Linked DNA regions of Mus musculus: region 1 is linked to region 2. Evidence: chromatin contacts called from public HiChIP or PLAC-seq data. All regions are on one chromosome and are shown on one strand. The core of a region is the stretch at or near the end of the contact, and the rest is flanking DNA. Distances in the headings are between cores, read along the strand shown. Region 1 holds the start of Shoc2 (Shoc2, leucine rich repeat scaffold protein). Region 2 holds the start of Mirt1 (myocardial infarction associated transcript 1).

The links. HiChIP or PLAC-seq counts read pairs in DNA pulled down with a chosen protein or histone mark.
Region 1: a contact with region 2 is called in an HNF4G HiChIP or PLAC-seq map of pancreatic cancer cells. The contact joins the promoter of Shoc2 here to the promoter of Mirt1 in region 2. A contact is called at or near these places in 1 of 484 Hi-C or Micro-C datasets (CD4 T cells) and 2 of 115 datasets of contacts at active chromatin or transcription factors (extraembryonic endoderm stem cells and pancreatic cancer cells).

What each region holds. Positions count from the first base shown.
Region 1 is chr19:53,942,580-53,948,370 of GRCm38.p6, forward strand. It overlaps Shoc2 (Shoc2, leucine rich repeat scaffold protein), which reads left to right and starts at 2,297. Exons shown (of 9, transcript NM_019658.6): 1 at 2,297-2,434. It overlaps Bbip1 (BBSome interacting protein 1), which reads right to left and starts at 2,048. Exons shown (of 4, transcript NM_001195338.1): 1 at 1,577-2,048; 2 at 887-1,000.
Region 2 is chr19:53,461,431-53,466,804 of GRCm38.p6, forward strand. Mirt1 (myocardial infarction associated transcript 1) reads right to left here and starts at 3,366. Exons shown (of 10, transcript NR_028427.1): 1 at 3,256-3,366; 2 at 1,878-2,062. It overlaps 4833407H14Rik (RIKEN cDNA 4833407H14 gene), which reads left to right. Exons shown (of 2, transcript NR_167900.1): 2 at 286-1,301.

The sequences.
Region 1 (5,791 bases), core at 1,047-3,546, 480 kb after region 2:
TGGTATCTGCCAAGATAACATCAAGATTCACATATTTGAATTACAGAGCTATACATCTTTCAACAGCAGTCTGCAGGGTGCCAGGACTTGAAACTCAAGAAACTATGCTGACATCAGTATACTCTGCTGTAGATTTCATTGCATCAGCTTAAAGCATAGGCAAAGTAGCAACATTTATTAAAGGGAGACAGTCTATACTGCCAGCCTAGAGCACTATGAAATACTCTACACACAGAGGCAAATCAAAGCCAAACCCTCAGCTTGACAGGTGGGATGGACTCTACTAGTGACAGGAGGCGCCGGCACATGGAGCTGCGTCTGAGAACCCAGTACTTACACAGTCAGTCAGGCCTCCAGTCTAACTTCTGGTTTGCATGAAATAAGAAAAGGAATCCCTTTCCAACAATACCTCTGTGATGACTTCTTAAAAATGTCAGTGTCGCAGAGGGGAAGACGATCTAAAGTTCTAAGGTGGCAATGTCCATGTATAATACAAAACTTTGACAGGAGTTTGATTTATATATTCTCTGTATTCTGTTTTACAAAATTGCCACTTTTCTTGGTTGTAAGAATACTGTATTCTGCAGATTCTCAACTTCGAAATTCTTAGCAAATTTATGTTAGGGTCTGCCTAACTGCAGACCTATAAATGACTTCTAGATAGTACTAAAGTTGGAATATGAATAGGAAAGAAATGTGTACATAGCAGAATCTTAACAATTACCAAGCAGGTAAATGGACACACATCACAAAAGGTGACAGCTGACTACAACAGTAAACCTCAGGAGAACAGGATTACTTCATTTTTTTTTCTGGAACATAGGTAGAGAAGGTAGATTTGTACTTTAATTTTCGTTTGGTTAGGTATAAGCATATTTCAATTTACCTGAAAATTGTTCTTTTTTTTTTTCTTGCACCTTTAGGAATCCAATCTGTAGTTATCAGAACGATTGACTTCTTGACTCCAAACGTCCACAGAAGGAACTACATGAGACAATGTCTTGGAGACACATAAAGCATTTTAAATATTTTTAAAATGTCCTTTAAAAGGATATTCACAATCGTAAACACCCAGGACTAACTACTTCAATATACCCTAACCCAGACTTCTAGTTGAAGCTTACATAGAGCTCAGAAAGGGGAGGCAGGACAGAAAGGGAAGAAAAATCAAAGATGAAAGGGAAGGTTTTGCTTTGCGGGTTGGCTCAGGGAAGTCATCTTTTTCTTTGATAGCTGGGGTGGAAACCGGTTTCTTTGGTTCCCAAAATTTGGAGTTTCTAAAGGCCAGGGAGTGAAAGTACTGTACTCGACAGGAACTCGAGGAGGCGTGCACCGTGCCCCACTGTGCAGACCTAGGGACTGCGGGCCTGGCCTCGCCCGGCGGCCGATCCGGCTGCCTCGCCCTACAGGGAACCTCAGAGGGGCGGAGGGAAGGCTGGCCACCGCCCCACCAGCCGGAAAGGAAACCCTCTGCCAGCGGAAGCGGCCCGGGGCCTCCGCTTAGTCTTCTCCCAGCTCCCTCCCTGCGGTTCATCCGGCCTGGCCGGCCCTGCTGTAGGGCGTCAGGGACACTTACCTCACTCGTCAGCTCTGGGAGAGGAGGCACCCCCTGGGGCGCAGGCGGGGTCCGGCTACTCCCACCTCCTGGCCATGACCCTACTAGGAAGTGCAAGCGCAACTTCCGGTGCGAGGGAGTTTTGAAGCCCTAAACTGTAGTTCTAGGTAAGCGATCAGGGGCTCCGTAAAGGGTCTGGCAAGCAAACCGGCAGTTCCCGATCGCGAATTAACTCGCCCAGTGTGGACTGTGTGTGTGCACATCCTCCGTAAGTATACTTACAGGTGCATCCCTTTCCAGACCGCTCTGCTGTTGCCTGGGGTAACGGGGAACCAAAAGCAGGAAAAACGTACGTCAAACGGGTGACAGGAAACGCCTCCTGCCATCATCAATTATGGCTGCCTGGGCTTCAACCGTAACTTCCGACTGGGAGTCGTTTCTCTACCCGGCTGGAGGCTTTTCTCTGTGGCGGAGCTAGCCAGCGGCGCCCAGTGGGCGGGAGACCGCGCACTGCCGCGGAGGAAAGGAAAAGGGCGGGGACAGGGAAGCTGGCGCCAAGGTTTCCCTCTGATTGGGTGACTGCTTTTGCTCTGGCTCCGCCCATCCCTCCTCCCTAGCGAATGCCCAGGCTCGCTCAAGGGGGCTGGGGCGGGGCGATTGGAGCCAGAGTGTGTGGAGGGGCGGGGCGAGTGGGGGAGGGGCGGGGGGGCGGTGGCAGGGGAGCGTCGCTCGGGGAGCGGAGGACGAGGAGGAGGAAGGAGGTGAGCAGGGATGGTGGAGTCCGGGCTCCGGACGGCAGCCTGGGGCGGGAGCGGCACAGGAGCGCCCGTGGGCCGGTTCTCTGCTTTCCTGCCTGTCGGGGGGCCCGGCCGGCCGTCGGTAAGGGGAGGCCCACACGTCCTGACAGGCGCGAGCCGCCGGAGCCGGGGCGAGGCCTGAGGGGTCGGGGCCCTGGGAGGCGCCGCGGCCGCTTTCCGGGGTGCCACGGCCCGGGGCGCCGGAGCCTCGGAGCCGCTGCCCGCGCGGGGCCGGCGGGCGGGACACGGGGAGCGGCAGGCTGCCCCCTGACAGCGCCGGGCCGGGCCTACTGCGGAGCGGGCGGCCGGGACAGCGCCGGGGCGCGGGCGCGGGCCCGGGGCGGCGAGTCAGTCGCGCTCCGGCTGCTCCGGTCTCTCGGCGCCTCCCGGCCGGGACTGCGGGGCTGCCCGGGTCGCGAGGACGCTTGGCGCCGGGCGGGCGGGCGGGCGGGAGGGCGGGCGCGGCCGTAGGGCTGTGGGGTGGGGTCTCTGCGCCTCCACCCCAAAGTCCTCGGCGCTGAGCGGTCTCCTCCTCGCAGACCCTGCGGGACGAGTGGTGGGTTCGGCGTTGGGTGTGTTGCCGAGTGAAAGGAGTTGTGGCCGCAGAGACCGCCCTGCTAAACACGCCTGGTGGCAATCTCCGTGTCGGCTTTGAGGGCTGGAGGAAAAGTAGTGTAACTCCCCGCCCCCAGCTCGGAACGCAGGAGGCTGCAGGGCAAAAAGATTTTCCCCCTAGCCCCTCGGTATCCATTGTTTTGTACCATCCCCTCCCCCATGCCTAGGTAGAAGAATAAGGACTCCAAAGCAGTAATTCGCCCGCCTCTCTCTCTCTCTCCCTCTCCCCTCGCTCCCCCGTCCCTCTCCGCAGAGGTTTGTGTTAACAGTGCAAGTGGGGGGTTTACAAACAGGTGGAATTGCTTGTCTATTTGGGAATCGGAAAGAAGATGCTTTTGGGGTGTGTTTTTTTTTTTTTTTTTTTTTTTTTCATCTCATCTCACCTTTACATTTGGGAGATTCGATTTTCTTCCCATTGGTTTGTATCATTATGAAGGTGATGAAAATAAAAGAGGAAACCCTGTTTTGCGACCTATCCCCACAAGTATTTTTGAGGACTCAAGGGAAGTAAAAAATCAGCTTGCAAATGTGGACTGTGTGGTACATTGGTCTGCAGCAGGATGGTTAATCTGGGAGCTTACACCGGTGTAATCGCGTACACTCTTTGTGGATGTCAGAAGTTCTAGCATCTACCCGGAAGGATTGCCGAATCAAAAACTTAGCTGTTTTTCAGAATCGAATGGTAGACTTGTGCAAGCAAGTGTTTTTGTGTGTAAGTCATCAGCCCTGACAAAGATGTTTGATTTTTAAAGACCTGCGTTTACTAGTACACTCATTCCTTCAGTCACCCCTCCCTGGCATTGCCTTTGTAACTGTTCTTTGCTATGTATTTGAAGAAACTTAGAGGTTTAGCTATTCACAATTTGTAATGTTCACCAACTCTACAAATTAAATTGCAACTATATTTGAATTCTTCAAATGTTTTTATTTTTCATATGAGAGTTAAAGATAAACTACCTAAATGCGTACGTTCGTCAGTCATTCACCACCACGGGTTTAGGCTGCACACTCAAAACTTTCTCAGTGAGAAGTCTTCCAAACTTATTAAGACATAAAGTATTTTTATTTTAGTTTGAGTATGCATTTGCAAAGTAAAAGAGACAGAAATAAAGGGTTTTGTTTAAGGTTTCTACCTTTTAAAGGACTAAATGTAACTTAAAGGTAACATGATATTCCGGGCGTAGTGGCACACCCCTTTAATCCCAGCACTCAGGAGGCAGAGGCAGGCGGATTTCTGAGTTCGAGGCCAGCCTAGTCTACAAAGTGAGTTCCAGGACAGCCAGGGCTATACAGAGAAACCCTGTCTCTAAAAACCAAAAAAAAAAAAAAGTAACATGAAATCACACTCTTGCAATCTCAGTTTGAAGTTAGTCTTGACCTCACTCTAGCCAAGTACATTTATCCCTGATGCTTAAGTTTCTGAAGAAACTATATTTGTCACATTTGGCATTTCCTTTATGATATTCTCAGTGTTTTTCTTTCATTACTCAGAAGTTAGTATGTATTGAAAGATGGTATAAAGAGAGACATTAGTATTTCCAACCTGGATTACATTTTACTTTGTTTTTCTTAGATGTCATAATCAGAAATTAGATCAGAACTGTTTTTGGTAATTGTGGCAAGTATAGATCATAAGTCAGCATGTGAACTTCAAACCAGTCATAAATTTGAGGTACTTTATTTTTAAATAGGAACAGGAAAATTATGATTTTTGATGTGCTTGTAGAAATTCATTTAACATATTATCACATTGGGTTGAGGGTGTAGCTCAGTAGTAGAGTGTTTACATAACATGTACAATTCCCTGGGTTTGATTTTCCTAGTCCTGCGATTGATCAATCAATCAATCAATCAATCAATCGATAGCTGTTCTTTATGTGTCTCAGGACGATGGCTTTCCCTCTTCTAGCTAGTCACTATTCTATTCTATATGAGCTAACCTCAGGGTGGCTGCTGGCTGTTGCTGAGATGTGAGCGCGTTTATCCTTACGTGCATGAGCTTTTCCTTGCTTGTGTATGTGCAGCACATGGACACTTGACAGAGGCCAGGAGATGTCACACACCCAGGGACTGGAGTTACAGACGCTTGTGAGTGGCCACCTGTGTGCTGGGAATAAAGCTCTGCTTCTCTACAAGAGCAGCCATAATGTTCTTAAACTGCTGAGCCATCTTTCCAGCCTCAAATGTAATTTGTTTTGTTTTCTATTATCAATATCAATTGTGGATAAAATTGGGCTGTTTTGTGCAAGTAATAATTTTATTCATATTTTTTAAAATTTGCTGAATTAACAATGTTTTGTATATTATGTTTTTGAAAGATTCTTGTTTTTAAAAAGGTAATTTACATATAAAAGAACTCTTGGCATTTTAGATCAGAACAAGAACTAGGCCTCTTGTGTGTAGATGTAAGGGTATGAGTATTTGGAGGGTGAAGATGGAATGAAATAACATCTCTGAGGTCAGTTGCTATGTCCTTCTTGTGTCTTTCACGTATGAAGAAGCATAAAACCTTTGCTTTAACCAAGACAGAATTTAAACCAGAAAACAACCCGATAAGTTCCCTCAGTGAGTTCTGAATTTTGTTGCTTAGACATGGTGTAAGACTTCTGGAATTTGTTTACAAATTTATCTAAATTAAGGGAGGGGAGTTGGATATCAGGAAGTGTCAGTGTTTGTTTTTATTAGACTATTAGTGAGTTGGTGAATGTTTTCTTGTGAGTGAATTGATTTGGCTGTATATTTTAGCAGAGTGAGATGTAAAACGATACTTGAAATGAGTCGTGTAAATAATTAGGTTGGTAGGTAATCTTATTTAATGTTAGAC
Region 2 (5,374 bases), core at 2,116-4,615:
TGAAAATTGAGAACGCCCATGTCCACAGACGCCACCTAGATGAACTCTGAGTTCTGACTGTAATCTGTAACAAGGTTAGCCACAAACCAGAACCACAGGGTGACACAGCCCGGGCTGTTTGTGCACTCCCCTGACCCCCAACACACACCCTAAATTATTTGCCTAGGAAAGTGGAGAGTCCAGTCCCTTTACCCAGTAAGCATTTTTTTTTTCTTCAAACTGTAGAATGCCAGGCGACCAGCCAAACATAAATTCTTTGGTTTTTTGTTTTTTTTTTTTTTCCAGGTCTAAATCAAGCAGTGCTTAGAGCCTCCCACAACGGGCCTTCAACCATATTTGGAAGAAAAGAAGGAATCCAGAGAGGAAATGGTTACCTGTGCTTACAGGCGGTCTGCACCACAAGCGCTGACTCAGCAAGAGGGAACTCTGCGTACCCCTGTCCCGAAAGCCCCTTGAGCAAGGACGTCAGAAAGAGACTAAAATGGAGGGACAGCCTCCGAGGGCCCTGGAGCAGGGTAACATGAGATCTATGACTATCTAGTCATTCGCTACCTGCATTTGAAAGCATATGCATTATTATGGTTGTCACCATTTATAGTAGTATACTTAGACGTTGTCCATCGAATCTGGACGCATACTCAATTTGAAACTAAATAAAACCTAAAGGAACATAGGTGACCATGAGGGACTCCAGGGAACATTCTCTGGGACGGAACTCTGTGAAGAGTGGAGAAGAGGCCTCTAGGATCAAGCTATTCATCATGGATACAGCCTCAGATCCAGGACCTCCACCCTCTGGTGCAGTATTTCCAGGATATTAGTGGGGGACTGTGGACCATTCAAGCCTTGGAACAAGTCTAGCCCAACCACTGTCTAACTTTGCTGCTGACGGAAGCCTGACCCAGCCCTGACCTCGTAGACCTTATAGGAATATGTTCTCAGCTCACTGCTCCACATTTCTGGCCCTGTGACCTCACCAAACAAACACCTGCCTATCTCAGAGCATTGTATCTATTCATGTTGATTTCTGTCTCTTCCTTATTAGTCTCTTGCACAAACCATGAACTGGATGAAAGCAAGAACGGGATCGTTTGGGTTCTGTGGGTGACATCAGGACTTGACTGTGGACTTGACTTGCATCTGGCACAGCCTGCTCGCCAGCTCCTATTCCCTTGCCCACCTGTTCTTTGACCTTGAACGCCCAACCCCTTTTTCTTGGCATCAGTATCGTCCTCTCTAAGAGCAGAGATTAGGATTAATAAATCTATGACGTGCTTGTCACAGGGACTAATGAGACTGTACTTAAGACTCAGCTCTGTTTTTTAGCGCGTTGGAAATAGTCAATAGGTATTAGAGGAAATCATCCCCCAAAACTCAGTAGCTAAAAACAAAACACGAAATAAGCAAGGCATGGGAGATGGCTCAGCCCTTGCAGGCTGGGCTCACAAACAAACAAAAGATTCATTATAGCCAGCGCTGGGATTATGGCTCAGTCAACCAAGCCTTGCAGATCTGAGGATATGAGTTCTGGCCCCTAGAATCCACATAAAAAGCCAAGTATAGCGGGATACATCTGTGGTCCCAGAATCAGCAGGATGGGAGACAGGAGACAGACAGAGCCCTGGTAGCCTCATGGGCTGGTTAGCCTTATGTGCCTGGAAAGTTCTAGGCCAATGAAAGACCCAAAGTGCCTGAGGACCAGCACTAACGTTCATTGTTCTCTTATCTCTACCTATGTGCACCAGGCACATGCTTCCCTCCACTTACACATAAATAAACACGAATCACTTAATTTTTCACAGTTCTATGGGTGACAACTTGGTCAAGGCTCACCATGGTGGTTCATCTCTGCTTCAAGCAATTTAGGCTGAACTCACTCAAATTTTTGGTTCATTGGCTTGCCTGTGGAAGGTGGCTTCCATCACTCAACTGGTCACTGGTTGGGGCTATCACTCATGACACCACTATTCTCCGTGTGCCCTTTCCAGCAGGCTAGCGTTCACATGTGGCAGTTGGCTTGGAGGAGGACAATCCTGAAAGTCATTGGTCAAAGTAGGTCAGCCTAGAGACAAAGGTGAAGAAATGTGGAAGGTTTTGTTAGAAGGCAGTACTAAGACTTACTGGATGACATCGTCATCATCACGGCCACCACCACCACCATCATCATCATCACCTTCATCAACACCATCATCATCATTGTGTGTGTCAGAGAGGAGTATGTGCACACATGCAGTGGCTCTAGGTCTGTGTAGCGTAGAGGACCAACTTTTGAGAGTCCATCCATCCTAGACTCTAGAGATAGAACTCAAGCTATCAAATGTAAGAGGTAAGTGCCTTGACTTGCCCAGCCATCCCTCAGCCTCTACATGGGTTTCTTTAGTCTTCCATAGTTGTTTTTCTGTTTCTGGAATGTATACATAGATACCAGGCCCAGCCTAAAATTAAATTAATTTTTTGAAAAAAATAAATAAGTAGAGATAGATATAATCCTAGCCCTCGAGTGATGGGGTAGGAGGACCTTGAGTTCAAGGTTAGGTGGGCTCATATCAAGAACAAGTCTCTCTCTCTCTCTCTCTCTCTCTCTCTCTCTCTCTACACACACACACACACACACACACACACACACACACACACACACAGGTCTGGGCATGTGGTTTAGTTTAGTGGCAAATCATTGTACCATATCTTAGATTTGACCCCTATGTACAGAAAAGACAAATAGGGAGAAGGAGGAGAAATGAGAGACCAGAGGGAATTGCTGTGTTCAAGGTCACATAGCAAGAAATGGCAGAGTTAGGAGCATACATTAGGTCTCTCGTGTTCCTCATTGCCTCGTGTAATTATGCCAACCTAACTGGACAGATGCCAGAGATGAGGCTCTGTTCTCAAGGAGCTGCCTTGATTCTCAGCTTCCAGTGAGCCTCAGAGAAGTACCTGGTACCTTAAGACTGCTGCTTTCTGAAGAGCACAGGGCAAGGAGAAGGGGGTATGTGGAATTCCCTAGAGTACAGAACAGCCCAGCGCAGGATCAGAGAGGCAGCTGCCCTCCTCAGTCCACAGTGTATGTGGGTGGGTGGGAGTCAGGGAAGGAGGTCAGAGGCCAAGGGAGCCCTCAGGATGGGCAACACACAGCCTGCTTTTTCCCCCGGACCAGTCAGATCTGTACATACACATGGACACCCCCCCCCCCCCCCACACACACACATACACACATACACACTCTGAGACATGCTCCCTTATGCCGCTCTTTAAAACCTGCAAGGAAGCTGTCACTGAGATGGTGCACCGTTCAGCTCTAGGTTGGCAGAAGCAGAAATCTCACGGCTTTGGAACTGTTGGCTTGTGGGAAGAGAGCATGAGAAAGTCAGCTGGCCCAGGAAGTTGTGAAATGCAAGCAACGGTTCTGTTATCAGCCCCTTCCTGTTGTTGTGGCACCTAGGGGAAATCAGGGCCCTTGAGCACCCCACTTCCTCTTACTAGAGGAACTCCTTGGGCCTGCTGAGTCACCTGCTGGGGGAAACACACCTATTTTCAGCCTGAGGTAAATGAACTGACCCATCACCGAGACCACATTTCCATGAGTTTTTTCATCCTGGCTGGTGAGACTGGATAACAGAGGCTCGCCTCCCTGACCCAAGATACCTTCCCTCTTCTCATTTCCTTTCTCAGAGTAGCTTTCTTTGCAAGAAAAACCCTCACATGACCACAGGAAGAGTGTGACGGGGCAACCATGGGTACAATTCTAAGGTGGGGCTGCAGCAAGGGCACCCCACTCCTTGGAGATGACTTTGTCATGAGAATGACTCAATGGCTGAGCATTGCTCTGATAAGTTTATTATTATTATTTGTCATTTTCCTACAGACTCTAAGCCTCCTCATGCCTGGGTAGACCATTTGTATGACCCTGCTGTTGGAGGACATCATTGTTTAAGAGCTAAGACCATAGTAGCCCTGGAGCCCAGTAGCCTGGTTAAAGGTAGGCTTGATCATAGAGTGATGGACTTGGGCCAGACCCCTAATTCCTCTAAGACATGACCTCCTAGCTTCTGGGCTGCTTCCCAGGTCTTCGAGGCAGGGCAGCTGATTCCTAGGATGTCAAAGCAGGAGGGACATCTACATGTCATGTTTAACCCAAACCACACACATACTTTATTGATAGGAAAATAGAAATGGAGGAAGGATCAGGGATTCACCTGGACCCGATGCTCAAATATCCCTCCAGGGCATCTTTTGGCCAGAACTACCTCTTAGGTAAAAACCAATAAACAGTACATGCCAGTGAGAAGGTTTCTATTGGTCAGAACAATTTCCTTTTGTACCTCAGTACCTGGAAGTCAGCACAGCAGAACTGTATTTTGAAGAGAGGGGGTTGGGGACCCTTTGCACCCATTGTCCCCAAAGATTTGCAGAATATAAAGAGAGAACCCTTGTGCAGCTATGAAGCACAAGTTCGGTCGATGTGAAGCATGGAATCTGTAAGTTGATGATAAGTCATTAGTATAGGCCACCCTCCATGTCTGTGTGTTCTGGATCACGGTATTCAACCAGACACAGACTGAAATCACTCGGGAAACAGATTACATCTGCAATAAAGGTGGGAAATAGATCACATCATCTGCAACAAAGATATGCTGTTCTCCTCATCCTTACTCCCCAAACAACACATTTGACAAGTATATATGTTATGATTTGAATACAAAATATCCCCTTCCCAAGAAGGCTGATTTGTTAAACATTTCCATCTGATGGCCCAGTTTTGAGAAATGGAAATTTCAAAAGATGAGGCCTAGTAAGAGACATATGTCACTGGGGTCATGTGATTCCTGTCCATCATGAGGTAAAGAAACTTCTCCATCATGAGGTAAAGAAACTTCTCTGTCATGTATTTCTGCTGTCGTGATGCTCTGCATGTGTGTGGGGGACTAAGAAACCACAGACTCCTGAAAGCCATAAACCAAATTAAATCTTTCCTCCCTTAAATTGCTGTCCAGGTGGTTTTGTAATAATATGCTAAAAGTAGAAAATTAGTACCAGGAGTGGGGTTGTTGCTGTTACTAATCTAGGACAGGTGGTACTTAAGCTTTTGGAATTAGTTTGTTTAAGAGATGTAGCAGCATTTGGAGAAGCATGCTAGAGAAAGTCTAGAATGCTTTAATTCAGAGCCCAGAGCAATTCCAGCAGAAGCTCAGAGTTGTGAGTGCTGTTGGAAATGTAGACAATGAAGAGTTTTATACTCATTGTTCAGGCAGAAATGAAGATTGCATTGGGAACAGAACTAGAGGCCATTCATGTTACATTTTGGCAAGGAATTATAGAAAAGATGGCTTGAGGGCATCTCAGAAATTTCTCAGATCACACCCAGGCAGATCTCTGA